5 separate regions of the Mus musculus genome follow, and regions 2, 3, 4 and 5 are each linked to region 1. A link is a contact called in public HiChIP or PLAC-seq and promoter capture Hi-C data. All regions are on one chromosome and are shown on one strand. The core of a region is the stretch at or near the end of the contact, and the rest is flanking DNA. Distances in the headings are between cores, read along the strand shown. Region 1 holds the start of Tra2b (transformer 2 beta). Region 2 holds the start of BC106179 (cDNA sequence BC106179). Region 3 holds the start of Ahsg (alpha-2-HS-glycoprotein). Region 4 overlaps Tbccd1 (TBCC domain containing 1). Region 5 holds the start of 2510009E07Rik (RIKEN cDNA 2510009E07 gene).

The links. Promoter capture Hi-C pulls out the DNA fragments that hold promoters and counts their contacts. HiChIP or PLAC-seq counts read pairs in DNA pulled down with a chosen protein or histone mark.
Region 2: a promoter capture Hi-C map of pre-B cells shows a contact between it and region 1, with 6 times the contacts expected there. The contact joins the promoter of BC106179 here to the promoter of Tra2b in region 1. A contact is called at or near these places in 2 of 39 promoter capture datasets (maxillary cranial neural crest and pre-B cells).
Region 3: a promoter capture Hi-C map of embryonic stem cells shows a contact between it and region 1, with 2.1 times the contacts expected there. The contact joins the promoter of Ahsg here to the promoter of Tra2b in region 1. A contact is called at or near these places in 4 of 39 promoter capture datasets (the C10 cell line, embryonic stem cells and pre-B cells).
Region 4: a FOXA1 HiChIP or PLAC-seq map of pancreatic cancer cells shows a contact between it and region 1. The contact joins the enhancer-like site here to the promoter of Tra2b in region 1. A contact is called at or near these places in 7 of 39 promoter capture datasets (the 3T3-L1 cell line, the SN4741 cell line, cranial neural crest and 3 more), 3 of 115 datasets of contacts at active chromatin or transcription factors (double positive thymocytes, embryonic stem cells and pancreatic cancer cells) and 4 of 9 other capture datasets (adipose tissue, embryonic stem cells, macrophages and 1 more).
Region 5: a promoter capture Hi-C map of pre-B cells shows a contact between it and region 1, with 2.9 times the contacts expected there. The contact joins the promoter of 2510009E07Rik here to the promoter of Tra2b in region 1. A contact is called at or near these places in 2 of 39 promoter capture datasets (hippocampal neurons and pre-B cells) and 1 of 115 datasets of contacts at active chromatin or transcription factors (effector CD8 T cells).

What each region holds. Positions count from the first base shown.
Region 1 is chr16:22,264,630-22,267,411 of GRCm38.p6, reverse strand. Tra2b (transformer 2 beta) reads left to right here and starts at 1,407. Exons shown (of 9, transcript NM_009186.5): 1 at 1,407-1,671. The coding sequence starts at 1,636.
Region 2 is chr16:23,224,028-23,226,809 of GRCm38.p6, reverse strand. It overlaps BC106179 (cDNA sequence BC106179), which reads left to right and starts at 1,326. Exons shown (of 3, transcript NR_152126.1): 1 at 1,326-1,342; 2 at 2,366-2,782. It overlaps St6gal1 (beta galactoside alpha 2,6 sialyltransferase 1), which reads right to left and starts at 2,070. Exons shown (of 8, transcript NM_145933.4): 1 at 1,581-2,070.
Region 3 is chr16:22,890,666-22,893,447 of GRCm38.p6, reverse strand. It overlaps Ahsg (alpha-2-HS-glycoprotein), which reads right to left and starts at 1,433. Exons shown (of 7, transcript NM_013465.2): 1 at 1,121-1,433. The coding sequence starts at 1,333. All of the region lies in intron 1 of Gm30505 (predicted gene, 30505), which reads left to right.
Region 4 is chr16:22,838,013-22,840,794 of GRCm38.p6, reverse strand. All of the region lies in intron 2 of Tbccd1 (TBCC domain containing 1), which reads left to right. Among named protein-coding and RNA genes, the nearest start is that of Tbccd1, 18 kb to the left of the region's middle. Within about 2 kb of position 1,439, at least 60 of the 459 cell types and tissues checked have an H3K27ac peak or open chromatin away from gene starts, as enhancers often do. A contact at or near this core is called in the SN4741 cell line and pancreatic cancer cells, where this site is marked.
Region 5 is chr16:21,693,254-21,696,035 of GRCm38.p6, reverse strand. 2510009E07Rik (RIKEN cDNA 2510009E07 gene) reads left to right here and starts at 1,371. Exons shown (of 2, transcript NM_001001881.2): 1 at 1,371-1,820. The coding sequence starts at 1,631.

The sequences.
Region 1 (2,782 bases), core at 158-2,657:
TTCATTGAAACTGCGAGTGTTGGATCATCCTGTAGCTCAGAATATTCACGGAAGCTATGTGACTGTCGCTGGGCAGTAGTGCATGCCTTTAATCTCAGCACTTGGGAGGCAGAGGCAGGTTGATTTCTGAGTTCAAGGTCAGCCTGGTCTACAGAGTGAGTTCCAGGACAGCCAGGGCTACACAGAGAAATCCTATCTCGAAAAACCAAAAAAAAAAAAAAAAAAAAAAAAACCAAACCAAACCAAACAAGAAGACTGTCAAAATGGTATTCATCTCAAGAACTCATTTGGCATGGTTTTCTATAGATATCTTCAGTGTTCTTTCATGCTATCCTTAGAGGCTAGAGGGCAGGCGGCTTCTCCCAAACAGAAATCCATTACTACAGGCCCGTTTCTCTTGAATTATTTTCTGTTTTGTGTCACTTTTTGAAGGGGGCCCGCTCATGTAGCCCAGGTTGGCCTTAAACAGCTAACTGTCCTTGGGCTCACCTCTCATGCTGCGATTACAAGGATTACAAGTGTGCACCACCCTGCCTGGCTTTCCTTTCTCCATTTCTTTCTTTCCTTTCCATTTCCCCAGGTGGGAGTCAGGGTGGGGAATGAGACCAGGTTTCTCTGTGTAATCCTGACTGTCCTGGAACTCGCTTTGTATATTCGGCTTACCTGGAACTCACAGAGATCCGCCTTAAAGGCGTGTATTACCACACCAGGCCATAGGATTGATAGTTCATAACTATAATCCCAGGATTTGGGAGGCTGACCCAGAAGGGTTAATACATTCCTAACATCAGCCTAGGCTATATAACATACACGGTGGGTTCAAGGTCAACCCAGGCAACACAATGAGGCTTTGTCTCAAACCTCAATTTGTTTGTTTGCTTTGAGCTAGGGTTTCTCCGTGTAGACCAAGCTGTCCCCAAACTCAGGGATCTGCTTGTCTCTGCCTCTTTAGTGCTGGGATTAAAGGCATGCACCATTAATGCCCGGTTTAAATTGCGAGAGTTTTAAATGGAGGTTTTATTTAGGAAGGAAAGCTCTAGAATTAAGTCTAAATAAACGGGAGGTGAGAATCCAGTGTGTGGCTGTGTTCTCTCCTAGATCATGAGAGAACAAAAGGAGAGGAAACTAGTGAGACAGAACAAAGGCATGGAGGAATGTACAACCATCTCTTCTCTTCTTCCACCCAGGACGGTTCTCTAGAAGGTTCCAGAAACGAGTGTGGCAAGGCTACGGACATCACGGTGTCCCGAGGAGACCACAACAGACGCCCAAAGGCAGGCGCACACTTTCCCGCCACGCTGTGGCCGGGTACTAGGGGAGGGGAGGGGCAGGGCGGTAAGGTAGACGTCACGTCCGGTTTGGGAAGCGCCCCTGCAGGAGAAAGCGGTTGGAAGGCGCGTCGAAGTGGGAGGGGCCAGGAAAGCGCGCCTTCGGGGGAGTGGGTGGGACCAGGTTAAAGAGCGTGGCGTCACATCCGGCAGTGTTAGACCGGTGCGGAGGTGGTGCGGAGCGTGTCGGCTTCGAGCTCCTCGCAAAAGTGTGGCGTCGCGCTAGGCTGCGGCGGAGCCTCTGTAAGGAAGGCGGGAGCTTGACAGCTTCAGGAAAGGCCCGTAGCGGTGACAGCGACCCGGAGTCATGAGCGACAGCGGCGAGCAGAACTACGGCGAGCGGGTAAGCGCGGAGTTGCGCGGGCGGCCGCGGTCCCCACCCTGCTACTTCTTCTAGGCCTCTCGGCCCGGTGCAGCCGGGTGTCGGGAGCCTGACGTGCGGAGGGAGCCGGGGCGCCGGAGGGCCTGGTGGCCGGCGCTTCTCGTCGGAGGGAGGCCGCGGGCGGGCTGTGTGCCTCGCACCCGCCACGACCGTTTTTTTTTTTTTTCCTTTCCCCCCGTTACGGGGCGGGGGGAGGCTAAAGATGGCCGCGGCGTCCGTCGGCGTTGGGGGATGGGAACGGTATCTTCTTTCGCCGTTGCTCTCCTGCGAAGCCGCGCCGCAGCCATCTTGGGCTCGCGGGCCGGGCGCGCTGCCAGAGGCACAAAATGGCGGAGCCGCCGCTCCCTGCAGCCAGGCTTTGCCGCCTCGCCACCCGGGGTCCAAGGGTGAAGCGGAGAAAAGCCACGTGTGGCCGGGAGCCTATGGGGACTGACTGATGCTTTTCGGTTGATGGAGGGCCTCCTGGTCCCGGTAAGGGACAGCTAGCTGTAGGGGGCTCTTGGAGCATCTGGAGACGGAAACGGCTGAGGGGGATTGGGGGCCCCGTTAGTTGGAGGGCTTTGTGCTACAGCGTTTCTCCCATTGTTGAGAGCTTACTGGAATAGAACGCAAGGTCGTTAGGCGTTGTTGTATAGAGCCTCCCTACCCCTGGGGGGACTTGGGAAGGAGAAACCATTGGCGACAATTGATGGCGCTATTAAACTCTGAAGTCGACGGGATTTTATTTTTAAGCTTCCACCTCCCAGAGGGTGAAAATCGGTAGAGGTTGATTAGATTGTATACAATGGGCCTGGACTAGACCCAGCCCCAAAGCTGAACAAATGAGGCGCATGTGGCGTGGCTGTAGAGTTTAGATTAAAAACTGTCACGTGAAGATGCGGAAGTCCAGGGCTCAGTGAACAGGTAATTGCAGTTTGGAAACGGCTTACAAGCATCATAAGAATGGCTGTTTTGCCCTTCCTGTACTAACGTTTTTATTTTCGCAAAAAGTTCACAGGAACACTTAACCACTAGTTCACAGTTTATTTTTTTGGTTAGTAAACTCTAAAAGGCCTTTGACGGTTTGGTAGAG
Region 2 (2,782 bases), core at 77-2,576, 960 kb before region 1:
GGCTTCTTAGCGCCCGCAAAACATCTAAGCCTCTCCAGTTGGCCCTAGTTCAATTTGAGAACAAGAGGGCAGCCAGGAGAGCAGAGCAAAGTTATGAAGCGGGACAGGCTGAGAAGTGGGGGAAATGCTAAGTCCCTCTTCTCCACTAAAACAGAGAACTCTAGAAAGGTATAATGGAAGGGCGCAGTTTCCAATTTGAATTATTTTCTTTGTTTCACTCCGCCCTGCCTGAGGCTACTGCCTTTTAAGCCGACCGCAGAATCCTCTGGATGAAGGCCGAGCAGTTGGAAGACCCAAGGGGCTGAACTCTCAGACCTCAGCTTCCTGCCTGTAAAATTAAAAAGGTTCCCTAGCTGTCGCCTGGATTTTTTCAATAACAAAGGTACACGGTTGAAGGCTGTCCAGTTGTCTTCAGAGACAGGTTAGTCTCCACAGGGACTACTCGAGGTGCAGCATCAGATTGGTAAAATGCTGTCACTCCTGCACAGGTCGCCTAGGATCCGTTCACCGCCCCCTTCCTGTCCTCAACTTTTCCTCAGAGCTGACAAGCCCAGACCTCAATACGCTAAAAATCCGGCTGCGTGAGCAGAGTGAAAGTTAAGGGGAAAGCACAGCAAACAGTGGACCTACCTCTGCGAGCCTCCGATACGTCCCCGTCTAGACGAGGGGCCCCCGTTGGCCTTGTGTGGCCAGGGCCAGTGACACCTGAAATGTCTAGCCACAGGGAGCTCCCAGGCGAAGAGCAAGCAAAACCCAAGACCTCACTGGTGGATTTTGTTAAAATGAACTATTCTTTCAGCAAGCTAGGGAGGCGCTCGAGATTCCCCAACAGGGGCAGTCGCCAGTGCACGGGGACAATGGTGTGTCGGGCAGGGTCTATTTTAGAAGGGTACCCTACAGATCCTTAGTTCAGCCCACGACTCTTAAGAAAATCTCGAAGAAGAGATGAGGGCTTGTAGGTTTCACCTCCAAACCCGTGCCAATGGGTGAAGCATACGTGTGGGTGGGGTGGGGGCTTTTTGTCGGCTCTTTCTTGTTTGTATTTTCTTTTTCCTTTAAAAATCAACAGGTTTAGTCCGTCCCTTCACAGAGCACCGCTGCGAAAGGTCCCCACCTCTCCAGCAGTAGTAGGTGGCCTCCAAGCGCCGCACCCGTTGGTTTGGCTGGAACAATAACCTGACCAAAAGAGGTTCAGCCGGGGCACACGTGCGTTTGTTGTGGTGCCTGCGCTCCCCCTCTCCTTCCACCGGGCTTGTTTTCCTGCTCTGTTACCAAAGTGGGCAAGATCTAAAGAGACCCTCACTCCGCGAGTCAACGCCTTACACAATACAGACGCTGCAGTGTAGGTTCCTGCGTCCCCGCACACGTGGGTTTGTTATGGGTGCGCAGGCTGGCGTGCCGGGGGGTGGGGGTGGGGGTGGGGGATTAGGGAGGGGAGGCCAAGGCGGTCCCTCCCCTGGACCCGCGACAGACATCCCCAGCCCGGGGCGGCGGCTCCTACTCCCGCAGCTAGGGCTGCCTCTCAGCGCACCCCTGCACTCCTTCTTCAGACCCGTGCCGCCCGCCTCGCCCCTACTCACTTGCAGCTCTCTCAATCGGGAAGGCGGCTGCGGTCGCTGAGCCCACCGAGCGCTCGCACGGCGCGCAGTCCGATTCCCTTTGTTAGGGTCGGGCAGTGCCAGGGCGGCTCCCCAACCCAGGCTGGCGCTCAACTCCACTCCCCCAGGTGCCTCTGGATCTTGCCGGGCCGAGGGAGAAGAGCCCGGGACTCAAGCTCCGAGTGAGTCCCCTTGAGAACGGATCTTCTGGGAAGCAGAGAGGGAGCACAGATGAGGGTACAGAGGACCGGGAAGGAGGGAAGAAAAGCACGGCAGACCGGCGGGAGGACGCTTGGTCTCCGTTATGCAAATAGAGTCGTTAAAACTAGAAAAGTGCTCTATCACACCGGTCCCAAACCATCCTGGCCCTCTGGAGGTCGCTAGCGAGCAGGCTCAAGGTTAAAGGTGCCTGCTTAGGGCTCCCCGTAATGCAGGGAATCTTGCAGTCTGTCCACAAAGAGCAAGCCTTTGGGGCGGAGCAATGCGGCAGGCAAGGAAGCCCAAATGCTGCCTCCACCCCCACCCCCTGCGTGTCCCGATGGATTGGATTCAGTGTTATCTGGCGAAAACGTTCTTACCAGAGTGCTTGTCCTGGCTCTGCACAGGGTGATCCTGATCAAACAAGTCATTTAACCCCTGTGAAAACTCAAATTTTTATGTAGGACACATACATCTTAGACTGTAGTATTTAGAGTTTAACAAAAATCCCCCAACATTAAGTGTATCCTGTACACAGCCTTGTCAAACTTTTTTTTTTTTTTTTTTAGATGTTCTGGAGTCCTGCGACCTGGAACTCTCACAGTAGGTACGCAGGCAGGCAGGACCCGGTTACAAAGGTAAAGACAGCCGGGCACCTTCCTTCCACTGGGCTTAGGATACGGCTGCTGGAGAAGTCAGGAGGAAACATCTTGTTGAAGAAGCAGTCTGGCAGTCTGACCATCTCTGATTACCCACAGACCACTTCCGAAAGACTGAAAACTTTCCTCTGTAAGAGAACTGGAAGCCACCATCTGGCCGCTCCTTCGGTCCTTTCTATCCTAGAGAAGAGATTTGACTACTCTGAGGCAGTAATCACATCCCAAATATCCACCTCTGAGCTGGGAGAGGAATCAAATAGAGCTCCAAGAACGCAGAAAATTGCTGGTCTGGGTTTTCTGTGTAGCAAAATAGCCTCTACAGTAAGA
Region 3 (2,782 bases), core at 184-2,683, 630 kb before region 1:
AGAGCCGGCCATTACGTCTTTTGCCAACTGCCCTTAAAACTCACCCAGGAAAACCGTGGTTTCAAATCAGCTGTCCCATTGTAAAGCTGGTTGTCAATCCTCACTCTGAGCATCCTGGTGTTTACCTTATTTTCCTCCTAAATCCTAAGTCTCTAGTGACACAAACTTGTTCTTCTCATCTTTATGTTAAGCTGAACCGTATGGAGTTTCCAACTTTGCATGTTAAAAGCAGACAAATAGTCGGTGACACATGCCTATGATTCCAGGAGCCAGGAGGCAGAGGCAGGTGGATCTCTGTGTGTTTGAGGCCAGCCTGGTCTACATAGTAAGTTCCAGGACAGTCAGGGCTACAAAGAGAAACCTTTCTGTCTCAAAAAGAAGAAGGAAAGAAGGAAGGAAGGAAGGAAGGAAGGAAGGAAGGAAGGAAGGAAGGAAGAAAGGAAGGAAAAGAAAGAGAGAAGAGAAAGAAGAGAAAGGAAGGAAGGAAGGGAAAGAAAGAGCAAAGAGAAAGAAAGAAGAAAAAGGAAGAAAGAAAGAGAAAGAAGAGAAAGGAAGGAAGAAGAAAGAAAGAGGAAGAGAAAGAAAGAGAGAAGAGAAAGAAAGGAAGAAAGACAGACAGACAGACAGAAACAGGAAAAGAAAAGCAGACAAGTATTGGCGGTTTCATAGTTTCAGTCTGTTAGCATATGAGATCTGTTGTCTAAGGAGAACATGGCTATCAGGCAGGTCTGGAATGAATGAAGGGAGGATTTAATGAAACGATCTGCATTAGATGGCCGTCACACATGGTCACTGATCAAATGCTGCTTTCCTTTTCATCAGAGATAAATGTAATCCAAGAAAGAGAAGTCATTCACAAATTAGCAAATAGGGCCCAGGTTCTCCCAGCAAGTCCCACCTTCTGCCTGTGGTCTGTGAACTATGCCTCGGGGTCCCTTCCTCTTCCCGTGGGAGCATCCTCTGTGAGATACACGGCTACAATACTGATGTGGCCTCTCCTGCTCTCTCTTTCCCAATCTCTGCTGCCATTCCATCTCCACTGGGAGATGCTAGCCTTTGAGGCACTGGGTTAGATCCCCTACCCAGATTCATTCAGCTCATTCCTGGTAGGCTCACTTACCCGAGACCACACCTTGACTTTGTCGATCTGATTCAAGACCTGTTTGAATCCCTGAAGAAGATGATTATTGAGGTAGTCCACGGCCAACAAAGCTACTTGCTCTGCTTCTGGATCATCACAAGCCAATTCTCTAAAACCCAGTCCTGTACCTTGTGGAGCGGATTGGCAGCCCCAGAGCTGAGCAAAACAAAGGAGCAAGACCAGGGACTTCATGGTTGCTCCAGAGAGGCCCTGGAAAATGGGCAAATGTCAGGAGCAGCCCGGATAATCAGCTTGGAGAGCTAGACCAATAGAGGGGCAGAGGGCCTAATTTATCTGACAGAGCCCGCCGAAGGAATTGCGTAAAGGCGTGGGACGATTTCTGTTCTGGTTCCAAATAATCCTTGCAAACAGCAGCTCTGGAAAAGCAAATAAGTTAGGACATCATCTCTCCCCAACAGATCTGCCAAAGTCAATGCTGCTGTGGGCAAAGATATTCCAAAGTCTGCCTGGAACATGGTGATAACAGCAGAGAGAGGAGGTGGCTGAGGGGTGAAATGGACATGGCCAGCACAGAGCGCAGCTGCAGTGGCGGTGGGGGTGGGGGTGAGGGTCATCCACGTGAATATGAGCATGCTTTGGCACCCTGAATATGAGCAGGATAGGGCTATAGCATGCTCTGGGTAAATCTTCTAACGTTGATGATTGATCTCCCTCAAGAAGAGTCATAGAAGAAGAAGAGAGTCCACACATGTAGCAAAGATACCGTGAGCCATGGGAGATGCTCAAGTCAGTAAAAATGATTATAGCATCGAGGGGTGTGACCGGTGTAGCTGTTTGCCTCCTCTTTTCCCTCACCCTCACCCCTGCAAACCTCACCACCAAGCCCTGCAGGGAACAGCACAGGCAGGCACTGCTCTGTGTCTTCTGTGTGGCCATTCAGCACCAGTAGCACTCTGGTCCCAGCCAAGGCACAAGTGCAACACCATGGAGTTCTGGCCTCTGAGCCATCATTTGACACGGTTCTGGGTTGGACTCCAGCATTTCAGGTTGAGGTACTGCAAGAGCAATTATGAACAAAGGTCTGCTCTGCACTCTTTGCAATCTCAACAAGAGGTTAGTGTGCCTGTGGGTTTTGACAGTCCCAGATATGATCTTCAGGAAGTGTGTGCAGGACACTGACAGGTTTCAGAAATGTCATGTAAGGACCGGGAGCCAAGAAGCCTTCACACAAAGACCATACTTCAAATACCGCGAAGTCACCGTTACATTTGGATGGATTTGTCCTGTGGTTTTTAACATTGCTTCGGGGGGGGGGGGGGAATACTTGTTACAAAAGAAGAGAAGAAAGAACTTCTGATGGAAATCTAAATGGCACCAACTTTGTAGGCGACGACTTGGTTGTGGGTAGAGAGGGAGGGTGACAGGGCAGAGACAGTGGTAGCAGGGCTCATTTTGCATTTGCTTCCAGCCACACGCACATGTACAGACCTGAATGGGAACTCCCAGTTCTCTTGGAGAGGGGCCATAACGCTCAGAGACATCTAGCTAGTCATTTAGTTTTCTATTAACCGTGTACCCATTTAATGTAAAGGCATGACATAGGAACTCTTTGAGAGAGCTAAGCTTTTCCTCAGAAATACTAAATCTGGACATTAATGGATATTTGGAAAGACAGGGATG
Region 4 (2,782 bases), core at 190-2,689, 570 kb before region 1:
ACAAATAAAGTTTTCTATTCATAGTATGTAGTGGAATAGGCTGTGCTGTTGGTAAACATTGCTATACCAAAGGGAATAGCTAAACAGAAAGCAGTAACTGGCCCAGAGCACATCCAGACACTATCAGAGCAGACACAAGTTGTTAAAACTCTGACTTCCCTTAAAACCACCAGAAGCTCTTCCTCTATGACTCTGCTAGGCTCAGCTCATACTCCAGCTCTCAGCTTAGAGTCTCATGACTGCAGCTTTCCCAGACTGACACTGTAGACTGGTAGTTCCCAGTTCCAGAGTCCTGGCGGATGTCCCATTATTTCTGTTCAGGGTCTGTTGGCAGTGGATAGTGGATAACAGGACCCCTTCTGTTTTATTCTCAAATCTGTGTGGAAACTGCTGTGTCTCCCTAGCCCTAATGTTACACGTGCCTCCAGCATACATTACACTAAATGCTGGTGATTACTCATCTGGATCAGTTCATCAGCTGTACCTGGGCCTGCTTGACATAGCTAAGGTGGCTAAAGTGTGTTCTTCTGGAAAGCAGGGAGCAGTGTGTGAGAGCTTACAGAGAGTGCTCGGAGCCTGTTCCCGAGACAGACAGTTCTGTCTGAAGGCCCTGAGCCTGTGGTGGAGAGGTAGCTCTGCAGACCTCTGAGGTGCCCTCCAAGTCCCTTTCCTCTTGTCCCCGTGCTTCTGGCCTCACTTTATCCATGCTGATCCCTCCTGGATGCACCTCTCCGTGGCACTTCTTTGCTCCTTTCCTGGAGGAGCTGTAAATCTTTCAAATCCTTTTGCGTTGTTTCCTTTTACATTGAGAAATTCTATTTTTAGATGGTGCTTCTAAAGCCTTCTTTCTGCAGTTCAGATGTAACCCAGGGGCAGCTTGGCAGCTTTGCTGTTTCAGTACTTTCTCTGCCAAGCACCCCAGTTTGTCACTTTTGAATTCTGCCTTCTATAAATCTCTAGGTGGGTATGGGCACAACCCTCTTGCAAGAGCTAACTCAAAGAATCCTGGAAGAACTGCATCTCTTCTGAAGGCAGTACTCAGCAAGACCTAGAGACCTCCCACTAGGGCCCACAGACCTCTCACAGATCCACTGTCTCCTCACATTGCCACGCTGGGCATCCAACTTCAACTCATGACTCACTCACCCAAACCACAGAGACCAGCACCTCTGCCATCATCGACTCCATAGCTAGTAGGAATGACTGGTATGCAAAAAGGTCAGAATACAAGTTCAGAAAAGGGCTTGAGGGTTTTTCATTCTTATGATAGAAATGACTTCACAGAGTATATTAATTATTTATAGTACATTAATTATAGCAACAGCGGCTTAGGCTGATAACTGTTTATTATTTGATCAACAGTCCTACACAGCTGCACTTGATAGGATGAATCTCTGGGCTCTTGTGTGAGCAGTGACTCAAGAAACCACATTTCTGTATTTTGGAGCTACTTAGTGTTAAATGGCTTTGCTGGGTGGGGGAAGGAAACATTGAAATGTAGAGGCTACATAATGTAACAACAGTTTATTGTTCATTTTACACAGAGGCTACACTTGAGCCATAGCTCTCCTCCAGGGTGTGCTTGACAAAGTCTACATCTTCTCCTGTGGGAAGAAATAGCTTCTTTGTAGATCATGCCTATTCTTGTCACAGCTGGGAAGAGCTGCAGATTGGAGGGAACCGGTGTCTTCTCCTCCCATGATGAGCTTGAGAGCAGGTCTTTACGCCGAAGCCATCACCATGGTAACGGCCACAGGTCCATCTGTCACCTTCCTAAATTTCTCCAGCATGCATTATTATTTTACTTGTGTATATATTAAGAGCACATGCATTCTAACTTTTTAGAAAACTTTATATTGCAGTATTGTTAGCTAGAGGCGTGGTACCCACCTCTGTAGTACAGACCCACAGAACTAAATTACCTTGTACGACTGAGGCTTTGTAAGCTTTGACATTGCCTGTTTTCCCTGCCTTCCAGCATTTGATGGTCACTGTTCCCTGTGCTTTTGTGCACTTACTGTGGTTGGACCATAGTTGGAACATGGTCTCCCACGATATCCCGTGTTGGGTTTTAATGCTCATCATGACAGATTGAGAGGACACAGGCTTAGTCTGAGCAAGGTCTCATGGCACAGGTGTAATCCGAGCTGCCAAACAGGCAGGAGGATCATAGGCTCAGGGCAACTGTGCTACAGAGGGAGTTTACGTCCAGCCTAAACAACTTGGCCTCAAAATAATACATAAATAAATAAATAAAATGCATGTATATTATCTATAAAAGATCCTAGTGACTCCACCAAACACTTTCAGAAAAGAAGCAGAATACAAGAAAAAAACATTCAAAAATCAGTAGTTTTTCTATTTTCTAAGATTGAACTTGCTGAGAAAGAAAGAAGAAAGCAATCAGCCAGCCTTGGAGTAAGCATAATCAAGGAGGTGAAAGGCCTCTACACTTTAACACTGAAAGAGGGGATTGAAGAAGACACAGAAAAGAAAAATGGCACCAACCCTCACAGATCAACAGAAGTAATATATATATGTAAATAAAATGGCAATATTACCAAAAGTGATCTACAGGCTTCACACAATTCAAAGTTTTGATGAAATTCTTTGCAATATGAGGGAAAATTATCTTAGAATTCATATAGAGGCACAAATGACCCTGAATAGCCAAAGCAGCTCTATGGAGAAAGAGCAAGGCTGGAGATACCACAATACCTGATCTTAAGTTGTAGTATGGAACCATAGTAACAAAAACAAGCATGTAGACTTACAGACTAGA
Region 5 (2,782 bases), core at 122-2,621, 570 kb after region 1:
GCACCTTGTGTTTACCTCAGTTCAATGTTAGGTTAACGGGGAGCCAGAATTTGTCACTTAGATGGGACAGTTGTTGAAATCAGCCGTTGCCATCTGAGTTTACCTCAATCCCTGACACATGAAGATTTCACAGAGTCAGACATATGCAAATTAGATTTCCCTTCCTAAGCCAAGGTTAAATAAAAGGGAAAATTATGAAAGGGTGCTTATGGCAGCAAAGAGTTTTGAGGACTTGAGGATGAATTTCGTTTAAAACCAGGATAGAGCTCATTGCCAAACAGGAAGGGGATAAAGGGAAGGGAAAGGAGATCTGGGGAAAGCACGGTCCAGCCCAGCATTTGTGCTGAGAGGCTCTGTTGCGGACCCTCTGCGATTACAGGCATTTTCCTGGGCCCGGTGTAGCATTTGGCAAGGAAGCAGAGGGAAGGCGTTCCTCCTTTCGGTGTTTTAGACTGGGCACTGGCCCGCGTGGTAGGGGAAGCACTGCTCCCGTAAACGAAAGATTCATTTTTCTCTTCTCTGGTTCAGTCTGGGATGGAAGACCCATTTGAAACAAGTTGTGGCCAGCAGGGCGGTCTAACAAGCAGACTGGGGGAGGTGGGAGAGGGACCTGCAGCCTAGGCAGCCACACCCATTGGCTAGGCTGGGCCACATGTCAGTCTGTGTACCCATGTCCGACCGTGTCAACTCCACACATGTAATCCATGCATAAATTTACTACGCCATTCCAGCCCACCATACCGCCACACACGCAGTTCAACTGATGCAGTTAATCACGCTAGGGCGTCCACACTCACAACACACACACACACACACACACACACACACACACACACACACACACTCACACACGACTATACGACTGGCGTGTAATGTCTATGGCCACACAGACACTGCAAGCCACTCAGTGCATCCCCACACCCTACACGTATCAAGACAGAAACCTAACAGATTCTCCCACCCTGACTGCCCAAAGCCCCGCACCCAGGACTAGTTCCGGGAGGCTGGCACAGGGAAGAACCCGCGAGGTCATCGCCCGCTGCCATCCGGCGGCTCCAGGACAGCCCGGGCGAGTGTGTGCCCAGCAGGACGCCACGGCGCGACGGGGAGGGAGTGCTAAGGACCAGGCTAGACCCTGTGCCTAAAGGCTGCGGGAGAAGGCCGGACTGTAGCCGGAGGTACGCCCTCCCAACCCGAGGGCGTAGGGGATGTGTGCTGACTGTCCTATGGGCATGTGGGACCCGCTGGCCGGGGGCAGAGGCGACGCGCGCAACGCCACCGCGAGGGGATGGGCTCGCAGAGGGGCGCGGCGGTCTAAGTGTGCGCGTGCGCGTGCAGGCGTGGCGGCCCGAGTGGGGAGGAGGGAGCAGGGAGGACGACAGAGAGAGACGGGAGGAGGGAGCAAAGAGGAGGGAGGAGAGGAGAGGAGAAAGAAGGGAGGAGGGAGCAGGGCGCAGAAGGGAGCAGGGCGCGGGGAGGCAGCAGGCCTGGCCGGGTCGCTGCTCCCTCCCCGGGCGGCTCCTCGGCAGCGGGTGTTCGCCGCGCCTCCAGCCCGCAACCCACCCTCGCCCTGCCCGGCCCGCGCCTCTGCCCTGTCCTAGGCTCCCGGCCCGGCTCTTCAACCGGAGAGATGAGTGCGGCCACGGCGCCCGAGCGCGGCTGGAAGAGCGAGAAAGTGGACGAGGCGCAGGCCCTGGCGCGGAGCTGCGCCGCCCGCAGACCCGACTTCCAGCCGTGCGACGGGCTGTCCATCTGTGCCACGCACAGCCACGGCAAGTGCTTCAAGCTGCACTGGTGCTGTCACCTGGGATGGTGTCACTGTAAGTGGAGCCGCGTCGGCCTGCTGTCGCCCGCCTGCGGCCGGGTGCTACCCGGACGACGGGAGGAAATCCCGGGGGAACCTAGCTGTAGTCACAAAAGGGAACCTTCCTACCCACAGGAGCCTGGGGCTGGCTTTCTTTGCCGTTCTTTTAGATACTTGCTCAGAGCCGCCAGAGCGGACGCGCGCCAGCAGGGTAGCCCTTTCAGCGGTGGGGGGTGGGCACGGACATACCCCTTTCACTTTCTTGCCTGTTCTTTCTGGCTGCTGTTGAACAGAAAGAACCCTAGGTCCTAGCGATTCCCATTTATTTAATGTATCCAGATCGAGAAAGAACCAAAGTATGAAGAATGGCTTCTAAGAAGTTAAAAGGAACAGTTTGAAGAGCAAACTCCTTCGACACCCAGTTACAGCGTTTGAGCCAAGCCAGGACTAGTCTAGTCCTAGGCCAGTTGTATTTATCCTGAGAGTTTTAAATAGATTAAACTTAAGTAGCCATTTAATCAGCATTCCACAATTTGATTACTTCATGGCATTTAGCTTAATCCGACTGCTGAATCATTTCTTTTTAGAAACATTCTGAAGTCGGTTTCCATATAATCTTAGATTTGGAGGGCTTTGCCGTGCTTAAGACACATTTTCCAAGTGATCTTCAATCAAACTTTTCCCCCCTGTTATTTAGGAGGATATGGTTTACAAGGAGAGCTACAATATGTAACAAATCTTTATTTGCTTTTAATTGAGAATATTTGAATGTCTTAGTTGAGTTTATAAATTAAAGGATAGAAAATCCTTGCTTTTCCTTATAAATTCAAGGTACCTGGAGAGCGAATATTGATTTTGTTGTTCCTCTGCTGATGAGGACAAACAGGATGTTCTTGCTTCTCGCTGAAAGTGTGGCTTCAGAGTAGGAAATATGAGAGCTAAAGTGTACCTGTTGGATGAATTTAATGGCAGTCTACC